2 separate regions of the Mus musculus genome follow, and region 1 is linked to region 2. The links are chromatin contacts, called in public Micro-C maps. All regions are on one chromosome and are shown on one strand. The core of a region is the stretch at or near the end of the contact, and the rest is flanking DNA. Distances in the headings are between cores, read along the strand shown.

What was found. Hi-C and Micro-C count contacts between places; a contact is called where the count stands out from the background.
Region 1: a contact with region 2 is called in a Micro-C map of embryonic stem cells, with 4 times the contacts expected there. The contact joins the promoter of Prkg2 here to the promoter of Bmp3 in region 2. A contact is called at or near these places in 2 of 39 promoter capture datasets (the SN4741 cell line and embryonic stem cells), 2 of 484 Hi-C or Micro-C datasets (both in embryonic stem cells) and 1 of 9 other capture datasets (liver).

Annotation. Positions count from the first base shown.
Region 1 is chr5:99,032,769-99,038,832 of GRCm38.p6, forward strand. Prkg2 (protein kinase, cGMP-dependent, type II) reads right to left here and starts at 4,311. Exons shown (of 19, transcript NM_008926.4): 1 at 4,155-4,311.
Region 2 is chr5:98,850,446-98,856,553 of GRCm38.p6, forward strand. Bmp3 (bone morphogenetic protein 3) reads left to right here and starts at 3,970. Exons shown (of 3, transcript NM_173404.5): 1 at 3,970-4,977. The coding sequence starts at 4,668. It overlaps Gm34563 (a long non-coding RNA gene), which reads right to left and starts at 4,062. Exons shown (of 3, transcript XR_389376.3): 1 at 3,982-4,062. RefSeq lists a silencer at 2,352-2,856 and a promoter at 3,194-4,057.

The sequences.
Region 1 (6,064 bases), core at 3,061-5,560, 180 kb after region 2:
TGGCGACCGGATGAGAGGCGGTGCCATTAGCCTGAATGAGGAGCAGATTTGGGAGACAGAGCACCAGTTTAATTCTGGACATGCTCAGAATGAGAGATGTATGTACATTTCAAGCACAGACGTGCAATAAACAGAAATAAATAAGGGGCTGGAAAGTCAAAGGCAAGGAAGAACCTAAGACTTGTCGCAGTGGTTGACAGATGAGTGGAGACTGAGGAAGCTCCCGGTTCAGTGACAGGACAGGAACAGCAGCTTGAAAATCTGACTCTTAGATTGGAAAGGAAGGAGCTGTGGTAAGGAGCTAAAGTGAGGAGGGATAGCCACACACAGGACTGCAGGCAACGGAGGAGAGCCGGGAGCAGGTGCCGTGAGTTTCCCCAAGGAAGAGCACGTGGAACAAGGAGAACCGGGCCACCAGACAGAGGGACTGGTAAAGCTGAAGCAGGTTCAAAACCCCGGGAAATCTCATAACTGAGAACAGTAGGCGTTAGAATCAGCTCCTGTCAGAATACCTGGCCTAGAACCTGTGACCAGGACACACAAGAGCACACCCATTTTATTTTTTTGGCCCCGAGCAAAGAGCCAGGCCTGAAAATATACATATAAGCACACACACATACATATAACTACATATGGACTGAACAGGATACCTACATCAAGCATATGTATCATATTATATTCTATGACCTATCATATAGTAACAATGAAAAACAACACCATGAATTTGAAGGAGAGCAGGAGGGGTAGATGGAAATTTCCGGAGAGAGAAAAAGGAAGAAATGTTGTGATTATATTATGATCTCATGTTTAAAAAAATAATTTAAAATATAGAGGCAGTTGAGAATCAAACTGCACACGAGACAATGGAGCAAGTCACTCCCAATGTTTTAATCTTGGGCGGGTTGGAAGAAAGCATGACTTCCATTCTGTGTCGTTCATTCATTTGGTGATACATGTTCCATGGAGCACCATCTATAGTGACCCTCCATGACACCAGCAGAAGGAGGGAGGAGTCACAGAGAAGGAGCCTTGTGGAGACAGAAGATGTCCTGAGTTGGCCATGGGCCAGTAAGAGGGAGAAGCCTATGCAAAGAGAAGAAGTCAGCCTGAGAGTCTACCTTAACACCAATCAGAATGGCTAATATCAAAATCTCAAGGAGCAGCACATGCTGGTAAGAATGTAGAGGAAGGGGAACACTCCTCCATTGCTGGGATTGCAAATTGGTGTGGCCACTCTGAAAATCAGTCTGGTGGTTTCTTAGAAAATTGGAAATACTTCTACCTAAAGACTCAGCTATATCACTTGGCATATACCCGAAAGTCGACCCACTATACCCAATGACATATTCATAGCAGCTTCATTCTTAATAGCAAGAAACTGAAAACAACCCAGATGTCCCTCAACTGACGAATGAATACAGAAAATGTGTTGTGTTTACACAATGGAATACTATTCAGCTATTAAAAACAAGGACACAATGAATTTTGCAGGCAAATGGATGGAACTAGAAAATATCATCCTCAGTGAGGTATCTCAGACCCAAAAGGCTAGGCACAGTCTGTACTCACTGATATGTGGATATTAGCCAGAAAGTACAGAGTATCCATGACACCTCACAGACCCAAAGCAGTTAAGCAAGAAGGAAGGCCCAAGCAAGGATTCTTGAATCACACTTAGAAAGGAAAAGAAAATCATCATAGGAGGCCTAGAGAGGAAGGGAACCGGGTGGGAAATGGGAGGAGGATGGAGGAGGGGAATGGGAAGGCAGGATCAGGTGTGGGGAAAGACAGGACAGAGCCCAAAGGGCCAGGATAATGAATGAAAATCTCCAGCTGGAGTGGAAGATTTCTAGGAATTCTCAGATACCTGGGATACAGGGCAGGGGGGGATATGGAACCTAAAGAGGCCACCACCTGTAGCCAGGCAGGATCATGAGTGAAGGGATAAGGACATGAACCCGTCACAAAACTTTTGATCCAAAATGTGTCCTGTCTAAAAGAAATGCTGGGATAGAGCAGAGACGGAAGAAAAGGCCAACCAATAACTGGTCCAACTCAGCCCATCCCGTAGGGCAAGCACCAATCCCGGACATTATTAATGACAATCTGTTAAGCTTGCAGGCAGGAGTCTAGCATAACTGTCCTCTGAGAGCCTCCCCCAGCAGCAGATGGAGGTCAGGGACACTTAAGGAAGAGTTCAGGATGGGGGTGGGGGTGTGGGGGGTGGCTGAAGGCCCTGAAGGGGAAAGGAACTTCAAAGGAATATCAACCAAGCCAACTAACCTGGACTCCTGGGAGCTCTCGGAGACTGAACCACCAATCAAAGAACACACATGGGCTAGAGCAAAGCCCCCTTGCACATATGTAGCAGACAGGCAGCTCAGTCTCCATAGCTGCCTTGTCTAGCCTCAGTGAGAGAGGATGTCCTTAATCTAACAAAGACTTAATGTGCCAGGGTGGAGGAATACCCAGAGGAGCCCACTCTCTCACAGGGGGGGGGGGGAATGGAGGGAGAGACTCTGTGAGGGAGGGACTGGGAGGAGAAGCAGTATTTGGGATGTAAATACATAAATTAATAAAAAAAATTAAGTCAGGCCAATTCTGCAGAGGTAAGACTTGAATTCACGTGAATAGACGAGACCATTGAAGAAAGATAAGAAAGAAATACCTACATTGCCGAGTGTGGACCTGCCATACCTGTGAAAATATAATTTGTGTGTGTGGGGGGGGGGGGCAGTAAAAAAGGAAAAGGATAAGGAAACATTGTCGGAATGGCAGAAGTCTGCTAGACAGCTTGGAAATAGACATTTCAAGAGTCCAGCAGGCCACAGCTCAAATCCCAGATGTGTCAAAGGAAGGGAGATCAGAGGGAAAAGCACAGAAGAGGTTAGCCATTTCAGTAGACTGAAGAAAAAAGTCCTCATTTAAAAGTCCCATGGAAAGAGCTGAAGCCAGAGTTTGGATGGTATTAAAGAGGTATGCAGAGAATTTTTACAATAGTAGAAATAAGAGTACTGATAAGCCCAAGAAAGCGAGCCGAGGAAACTGGAGAAAATGAAAACATAGGAAAAGGGGATAATTGGGAAACAGGGAGAAATCAGACAACAGGAGACTACAGGGCTCGGCCAACAGGCAGGCAGCATGTGCCTTCTTTCCCTGTGATGAGAATTCTCACTTGCATCCTGTGAAGACAGAGGCCCAGAGTCAAGGACTGTTAAAAGCTGGGTTCACAGGTACCACCTTTGCAATTTGTTTATTCTTAGTTACGGCCTGTTGCGAAGGAGAGTCCAGTCTAGTTTTTCAGAGGGAATTCTTCACTTCATCACCTCACTAGCCCGGTGTGCAAAACGCAACAGGAGCCTGAGTAGCAGCTGTTGTCTACTCTGTGGGATGATCGCCTTCTTTGTGAGCTAAATAGAAACTTGCAAAGATGAGAAACGGTTTCTAAGGCGCTTGTGCGTATGGGGGTGTGGCAGGGAGCAGGTGGATGTTGCATTCTCTTTAAGGAAAATAAAAGCCCCTTTCCTATTGAACTTTGGAAACAAGCATGCTAAAAGCTAGGGTCATCCTTTCTCATGGGCCGCTGAGCTGGTTCTGTTCTCAGCTCTGGCCTCCCTGCTCTGCCTACGTGCTCAGCTCTCCTACTTACACTTGAAACCTATTTCTTTTTTTCTCTCTCTCTCATTTCCAAAGTGGCTCTTTGCTTAGCGTTTCTTTGCTCTCTTTGCTTCTTCACGAAGATGTGCAGAACTGTGCAAGCGCCTCGGGGTGCTGAGTGACAAGAAGACACCCAAACAAGTTTACAAGCACTTGTAAAAGTCCTTGCAGGAGTCTTGTGTGCCCAATCAGCTATTCAGACATTGGAGAACTAAGCCAGGACGGCACACCGTGACAGCGCCCCTGAGCCCCCAGCCCCAGAAGAGCCCAAAGGACGCTGCAGCCACACTGCGCTCTAAACCCAACTGCTGTATGGAGCCACCCTCGCCACAAGGAGAGAAGGAAACGCGTCCACATGTCCGCATGCAAGCAGCAAGAGAGACGGGCTGGGTGTGGGAGAAGTGCCCACCGCGCAACGCACGCCCAGTGGCACCCGCGTGTCCCCACTCCCGTCCCTGGTCGCGAGCCCCACGGGTGCCCGAGCCCCCCAGCCTCACCAGGCCGCCGGGTAACTTTCCAGGTGCGCAGCTCGTCCCCTCCGCGCGGCCGCAGCGTCTTGGCGTCCTCCGCCACGCCGCCCCTCTGCGGCCCCGGCCGGGCTCAGCTCAGCTCTGCCCCGCCGCGCCGTGCGCACTGTGCCGGGTCCGGGCTGCTGGCGGGCGCCGCCGCTCGCGCTGCGTGGGAGCCGGGACGCGGCGGGCGCGCTGCGGGAGGGAGCTGCGGCGACGTGGGTGCTGCCGCCTGGCTGCTCTGCGGGGGCCGCCGCGAGAAGGAGGCGCGCCGGAGGGAGGAGGGAGCTCAGCGGAGAGGAGGGACGGAGGAGGGCGGGGGTCAGCCCGGCGTGGCGTGGGAGAGCCCGGAGCCCGCTTCCTTGAAGGTGGGGTCACCCGCGCCGGCGCGAACCTGTACTCCGGAGCCGGCCTGCGGCGACGGCGACAGTCTGCACTTTATACCCCGAACCTCCGGCGTGAGGCAACTTAAGTAGGGCGATAACATCGTGGATGCAAGCGGGTGGTTGGTTGTGTTATTATTTTTATTTCAAGTGTGTGGGCCGAGGGAGAGGAAAGTTGAGGGGGGTATTCATCATCGCCTTCCCTCCCCACCCTTGTGCCTCCAGCCTGCTTCACTGTGGGCTCTTGCTCTCCCTTGCTGGGTCTCTCTCCATTCTGCCTTCCCTTCCAGAGCGCAAAGGGACAGGCGCACACACCCTGGCCATGCTCTCTGGTGTCACAGAGGTGCCCTTCTACATGACACGTGACCCAAGGGCTGCTTGGCCCGCGTGCTCTTCTAGGACTCTGGAACCTTAACTCGCATCTAGTCAGTTCACTGAATGTGATGCATGCTGGGGACAGTGGCTAAACCGAGTTTCAAGGGACAGGAATTAATACCTCCTGATTCTGTGAGACTTTAGCATGAGCCTCTCTTGGTTATTCAAGCAGGTAATTTAATACTCTCCTGTGGCCTTTTAGACACAGTATTCCGAGGTGTGCGTTATGGTTTTTCTAAATATAAATGGATATACTCGCCCACCGCAGTATGCTATGCTCTGGTAGTGTGCTCTCCCGTAGTGAGTTCCTGTTTCTTCATCCTCCCAGAGGAATGTCTGTGGCAGATTCACAAGGACAAGGGCAGTTTCTCTGCACAGTGAGAGGTACAGTGAGGGTCTATTCTTCAGTTTGTATCCAGAGAACGTGAGACCGCGACTCCCTAGGGGTATCAAACATCCGGTAGGCCACGGGGTTTCCTGCAACTCCAGCATGCACTATTACATACATAACCCCACATAGAATGAGGCCTGTGTACACTTGTTGAATGGGTTCATTAAGCCTCAGAGGACGAAGAGCGGTTGTTTGTTTTTCTATTAACTGGACAAAATTAAGGCCAGGTACTTTTTCTCAAATCCGTACATTTCACGTTGGCTAACCAGAGATGGTGAGATGAAGAACTCCAAAGAAATGGAAGAATCCATAGGAAAATATCTAAAAGTCATGGTAAGAACTTGGTCAGACTTGACACACTGAGTCAGAGCTACTTTTTTTTTTTAAGAATACAAAACGCATAGTAAATGTGTTTACTAAATCCTGTGGTCCACTAAGTCAACTATGCAATGGTACTCTCTGTCCATTGAGGTAAAAGCTTGAAACCCACTGATGGAGATAGGCAGTGGCGCAAAACTAGCGTTGAATAGAAACATGGGATCCCACCCCTGCCTAGTGACCAGATAGAAGTTCTTACAAGTCTACTTTCCTGACAGAAGAGAAACAAGAAAAAAAGCCAAGAGGAGGAAGGGGTGGGGGTAGGGGGCAAAAAGCAAGAGAAAGAGGACAAAGAAGAGGAGGAGCAAGAGAAGGTGGGGGGGGGGGAGATGAGCTATTGCTTAAAAAAGCAAGGCTCACAGGCATTCTTT
Region 2 (6,108 bases), core at 2,720-5,219:
GTCAATCAAAATGACATCAATTTTTCCAAAGTTAATTAATAAGCTATCCCATGTCCCTGGAAGACTCTTTTCCTGGGATGAGACACCATTATGATATCATCTTCTTATTCTTGACACTAAATTAAGTGTCACGATCAAAACAGATGCTAAATATTTACTGGAAAGATGAAACAAAGATGGAGACATAAAAAAGACAGGAGCCAGGCCCCACAGCTGCAAATGCAGCCTTACAGGATGCAATGTTAACTCTCCCGGGGCTGTTGGAACAAATGAGGATTCACTCCCGGGGCACCAACGACAGACCAACACCAACAAACAACTCTGTCCAATCCAGCTCATTTAATTGTGGTTACATATAGGAGCACGGGTAAGGGGCTATCTACAAGAGCCTGAGCAACTAACCAGTGTCTACATCAATAAAGAAGAGCCCTTGCCCAAAAATCACTAACTGCTTACATTTTCACGGGGAGCAGGATGGGGCCTCACATGCTGCCTGCTCCTCAAAATACCTCCTCCTTATCCTCAGAGAAATGTTAGTGAAAATCTTATGTAGGTTATCACAACTGCCCTAGCTATGCCATAGTGAGTATTCAATAACCATTCTGATGGGGAGATTTTAGTATTTGGTTACACATAGTGCTTAAGTATATATATATTCTATATCACACTGCACATTCACATATATATATATATATATATATATATATATATATATATATATATATAGATCTAGGCTTTTGTAGCCAAAAGTAGAGATCAATTCAACAAACTCCACTAAAATTCAAATTGTGTTTTGCTGTGGTTTGTAGCAATAAGAAAGCCTTTCTTCAACTCTTTGCATTTAAGAAAGAGATGAGAATGAGTCCCTGTCTCCATAGCTAAATGAAAAAGTAACACTAGGGTAAAGCAGAAGTGTCCTATTACTAAAAATTAAAATGACATTTTGGACATGGTGGTTCAATATTTTAACCCCAGAACTCCGGAGGCAGAGGCCAGCAGCTCTCTGTTACTTTGAGGCCAATTTGGTCTGCACAACAAGTTCCTGGACAGCCAGGGCAATACAGAGAAGCCCTGTCTTGAAGAACCATCTAAACAAACCAAAATTAAAACAGCTCAATCTGACACAATAAAGGAATCAGGTACAAGACCAGAGATGTATTTGTACCAGTGATGTATTGAGCTCTGAAGTCCCCTCCGTAAATGAAGAAACGCTAAACCCGAATCTGACCAGAATTAGAAAGCCTATGATCTAGTTGTTTACTGTTTTAGAAGAGCAGGCATCAAAAGATGCTAACAACATTGAAACTATTTCGATGACTAGCTCTGAGACTCTATGGCTCTGACAACAGAAATCACACTCCTGCTGTCTTGACATATCCCACAGAGGCAGCCTCAGGAGGGCTGATGAGGGAGCAGTTCATTTCCAATGCAGTTTGCTTTCAAATCAATTCCCTCAAGAGTTGCTTAGGAGATGGGCACCTCTATTTGTCTTTTCTAGACACACCACTCCTGGATTCCCTGTTTCCTCTATGGCCCAGTCATTGGTAGGGCATTTATGTACATGACATAAAACAGTTTAGGGTTTAGATTTCTCCTAGTGTTACCACTTGGTTCAATGGTTTCCATATCCAGATACTAGTCTCTGAGTTACAGCTGAAAGACCCTAATAGGGATCACTCCACTACGTCGAACACCTCCTTTACTTTGCTTGGTTCAAATCTAATAGTTGGTCACTAAAGTATAAAGACGGATATAGTTTGATAACATACTGACAGGCCATTTTCCTCAAACTCAGACAACTCTCCCTAAGCAATTAAAATATCTTGGGAACTATGTTAATATTACACACACACACACACACACACACACACACACACACACACACCCATCACCAACATTCTTATCCCCTCCCTTGCTCCCTCCCTTCGTCTTCCCTCTCCTTTGGAAGGGTCTTAGTCTTGCTATATAGACTAGGGTCTGGTTTCCAATGTACAATCCCCCAAATATTGGGCCTTCTGTGTAAGTGTGTGTGTGTGTGTGTGTGTGTGTGTGTGTGTTATTTGAGCAATGGAGAAAATACAAGCACAGAGAAGTGAAGGTTTATTCAGTTAGGAAGGAGCGAAGGCATGCAGGTATGCAGCATTTCCAGTCCCCGTGCAGTGGCTTGGTACAAATTAAAAGAACCATATAGATTATAGGGCAACAAATTGTGCAGTGGAAATATGAACCAGAGTTAAAGGCATGAGGGAAGCAGTTCCTTGGAGATACCGAGAGAAAGAGGATAGAGTTTCCATCCTGAGGGCTCTGGCTGTGAGAAACTATCTACTGATGGGTCACAGTGACCACGTTGTGCAGGAGGAGTGGAGGACTTCCTTCTCCATCTGGCTTTGCTTTGAGGCAGAGCAGGAAGCTGCTGCAAGGACATTTCACACAACTGAGAAAAAGCAGAGAGGGGAGGGAACACAAAGGCTCACAGGGGAAATCAAAGGGTTAGCCTTCCAGTGCCTATTGAATTTTGCAATTAGGTTTTTATTATTAATCACAAAAGCTATTATGTGTTCTATGCCAGGCGAAGCTCACCCACATGATCTCATTGGAGCCTCTCGACCACTCTTGAAGTCTATGGCATTATCTGCAGAGCTGTTCCCAGGGTGACTAAGGGCAGAATTCAAACAGCTGAACAGTGGGTTGAGAAGTGACTGAGAGGGGGAGACCATGGTCTGCATTTGGGATACATTTGGGATAATTTGGGATAAAAGGATTGAGAGTCTACTAAAGACCAGACCTGTGCCACTCACTGAGTACTGGTTTCTAGTATTACTCCAACAAAACTCTAGGAGGGTTTATCATTCCCCAACAAAGGAGAAACTAAATGTTGAAGGCTCATTGTGACCTGCGAACCTATTTCTTTTCAAAAATGTCAATGCACCAGAGATGGGACAGTTTCCCAAAAGGGACATTGACTGAGAGTCCTACTGCCAGGAGCCATGGCAAGGGCATAGTCTGCTTAAGCCAATTTAAATGTCCGTTCCATTCTTAAGTATGTAGAGATCCTAGAGTAGAAGTCAGGCAAGTCAGGCTCCCTGGGTTTGGAGCCCAGTTCTGCCACCTGCTAGGAATCATCTTTTCTCTCAGTCTTTTAGTCTGCAACATGGGATTTGTTTGAAGGTTCTTTGAAAACAATGCACAATGCCTACGGCCCATGATTTGTGATATAGGCCTGGATCCCGCGTGCTAGAGAGGCTGAAGCAGCAGGGGTCTGAGGTCAAGGCCAGCCCTGGCTACACAGTGAAATCCTGTCTGGACACAGGGGATGACAAGTACCTAGGATATGTTATTTGCAGTAAACAGTGCTGGCTAGCAGTTTAATGTTTCTCTGACACCATAGGGTGCTGGCATGGCGTGGACAACAGAACTAGTTATATTCGAGTCTGCACACCAGGTTCTTCCTAAAGGCCCTGACTCATTCTCACATCAGCTGTCTTCAAGGAAACCTATTGAGAGAGGTCTGACAGTGCGAGCTGGACTTGTGGTAGTTAGCTTATCTTTTTAAAACATGGGGTGGAATTTCATTTTGTTTATCTCCTCCGAAGAAGATGAGGATGTATGTGAAAAGAAACTCTATGAAGAATAAGCTGTAGGAGGGCAGCGCAGGTGTCTGGGTACAGGGCCCTTCCAAGTGTCCCAGGGAAGGAGCCAACTGTGGTGTTCGTATAGTGGTGATTTTATATGGAATCAGCGGAATACAAAGCAAACTGCAAATAGCCAAAACCTCTACAACAAACAAAGGGAACAAAAAACAAAAAATAAAATAAGAACAAATAAGGGAAAAGAAACTGCTACTTGCCTCTGCCTTTTTGCTAGGAGGAATGTAGCCACTTGTGCTCAGATTTTTTAAAAAGTCCCTCCTACTCTTCCTCCATCCTCCCCTCGCCAGCGCCACCTGCCCCTCCCCGTGCGCCCTCCCTAGTCTCTCCCTACCCTTCTGGTTCTGGCTCCCTGGTTACTTCGCTCCAGGCTTCTCTCTTCTGGAGGTAGTCTTGCTCCAGCTGCCTTAGGAAGGCGAGCCAGAGGCTAGAGGGAGAACTCGCTGCAGGCGGACCGGACAGATCAGATCAGGACAAGAAGGAACAGAACCAGTCTCTCTATCTCTGTCTCTCTGTTCGTCACTGTCTCTGTGTCTCTGTCTCCCTGTCTCCCTCTTTCTCTGTCTGTCTGTCTGTCTTCACACACACACACACACACACACACACACACACACACACACACACACCACACGTCCTCTGAGAACTCAGCTGGCTGCGACAGCGCACACCCCGCCCCGGCACGCGTCCCAGGCTGGTGGAGCGCAGATCCAGATCCCCATAGCGGCAGCCCGGCCGGGTGTTCCCAGTCTCAGGTGGCACGGAAGGGAGAGCCCGCGCTTGACAACTCGGCTGCGCTCGCCCAGACCTTCCGCCCTCCGGCTGGCCGGCGAGAGGAGCTGAGCGGGCGCGGCTGCCACCCAGAGCCCACCTGCCGACCCTCGCGGCCTCGCTCCAGCTGTGCCCGGCTCTCAGTGTCCCGCTCCGCAGCTGGAGCACCACCCCGGCTCTGCCGCCGTCCCTTTCGCCTCCGAGGTGTCGCGGGCGACCCGAAGTAGAGCGGTGCGACAGCAGGACTTCGCTATGGCCGGGGCGCGCGGGCTGCTCTGTCTATGGCTAGGTTACTTCTGCCTGAACCTGGCACAGGGACAGAGACCAAACTTGCACCTCCCGGGACTCCGTGAGACTGAGCCAAGCGACCGCGCGACAGGTGGTAGCCCGAGTCCGGACCTGAGGCCGCACGACAAGGTGTCGGAGCATATGCTGTGGCTCTATGACAGGTACAGCGGCAGCAGTAGAGTCCAGGCTACCCGGACACCGGGCTCGCAGCTCCCGGGTCCTCAGCCCCTGCGCGGTGGTAACACGGTCCGCAGCTTCAGAGCCGCAGCCGCAGGTGAGTGGGAGGGAGAGGGAGCCCATCCCACCCCGGGGTGCAGAGGACAGCCCCTCCCGCCGTGCCACTCCACTCCGCTGTCTCCTGGCGGTACACTGTAGGGACCTTTCTCATATGCTGCCGTCTGGTCCCCTCTGCCCTCTCGGAATTTTCCAGGGACGTTCCGGATAAGCCTAGTTTGAGCCCAACTGAGACGGGAAAGCAGAAGAAAAGCTGGGACAGTGGCAAGGCTTAGTTAGAGGTGCAGCAGGAAAGAGGCCAAGGGAGGACACCCAGGGTCCAGAAGCCCTCTTCCAGGCACCCCTACGGAGATCTTATGCTGATGATTTAATTGCTCTGCTCGGCATAAATTCCCTCCGACGGGCTTTGGCAGCGTTTAGATCGAAGTGAATGCCATGTTATGCCAACCCTGGGCCCAGAGAGAGAAAAGCATACTCAACAGGCACTTCTCCAGACACAGAACTCACTCTTAACTCCTGCGACCTTTGGGTTGCTATATCTGACACGTTCTTCTTGATAGTCCCCTAGTGGCAAACACACAAACAAAACCAGGTGCGTGAGTGTTTAGATTATTTCTAACCCATCTGGCAAATAAGTCTTGCGAGATCCAAGCTGGGAAGCGTTAGCTTGGGAAGAGACCTCCTCTGGTGGAGAGTAAACACCTCTTAGTATCAGCGATGAAAATCTCATCTTCCCGGTTTTTTTTTTTTTTTTGGTTTATTTTTTTCAACACAGATCCTTGAGGCTGAAATTCATGGCTTAAAGCCACCCCACCCCACCCCTGCCAGCTCCTGTGCTGAAGCGAACAGTTTATAATAACAGGGTGAGGGCAAAATCTCTGGACACTCACTGTTGATCTGCTTTAAGGATGCACTAGGGTTTGTGTACATTACCTTCAGGATTAAAGGAAAGGTGATTGAAAAGTCTGCCTTCCAGACTTGGGTTGAAGAACAGTCAGGAATGTTCAAGGGTGGAGGCTGTGTCTCTAGTGCTCTCTCCATTCTGTCCAAAACACTAGATGAATTTTCTCCTGACCTCACTCGTGAGGGCTGGGAGCGGGGAGGTGGGGATATCCACCAAGGAAAGCCACTGTGAATTCACTCTGGAGCTCACGGGCACGACGCCATTTAC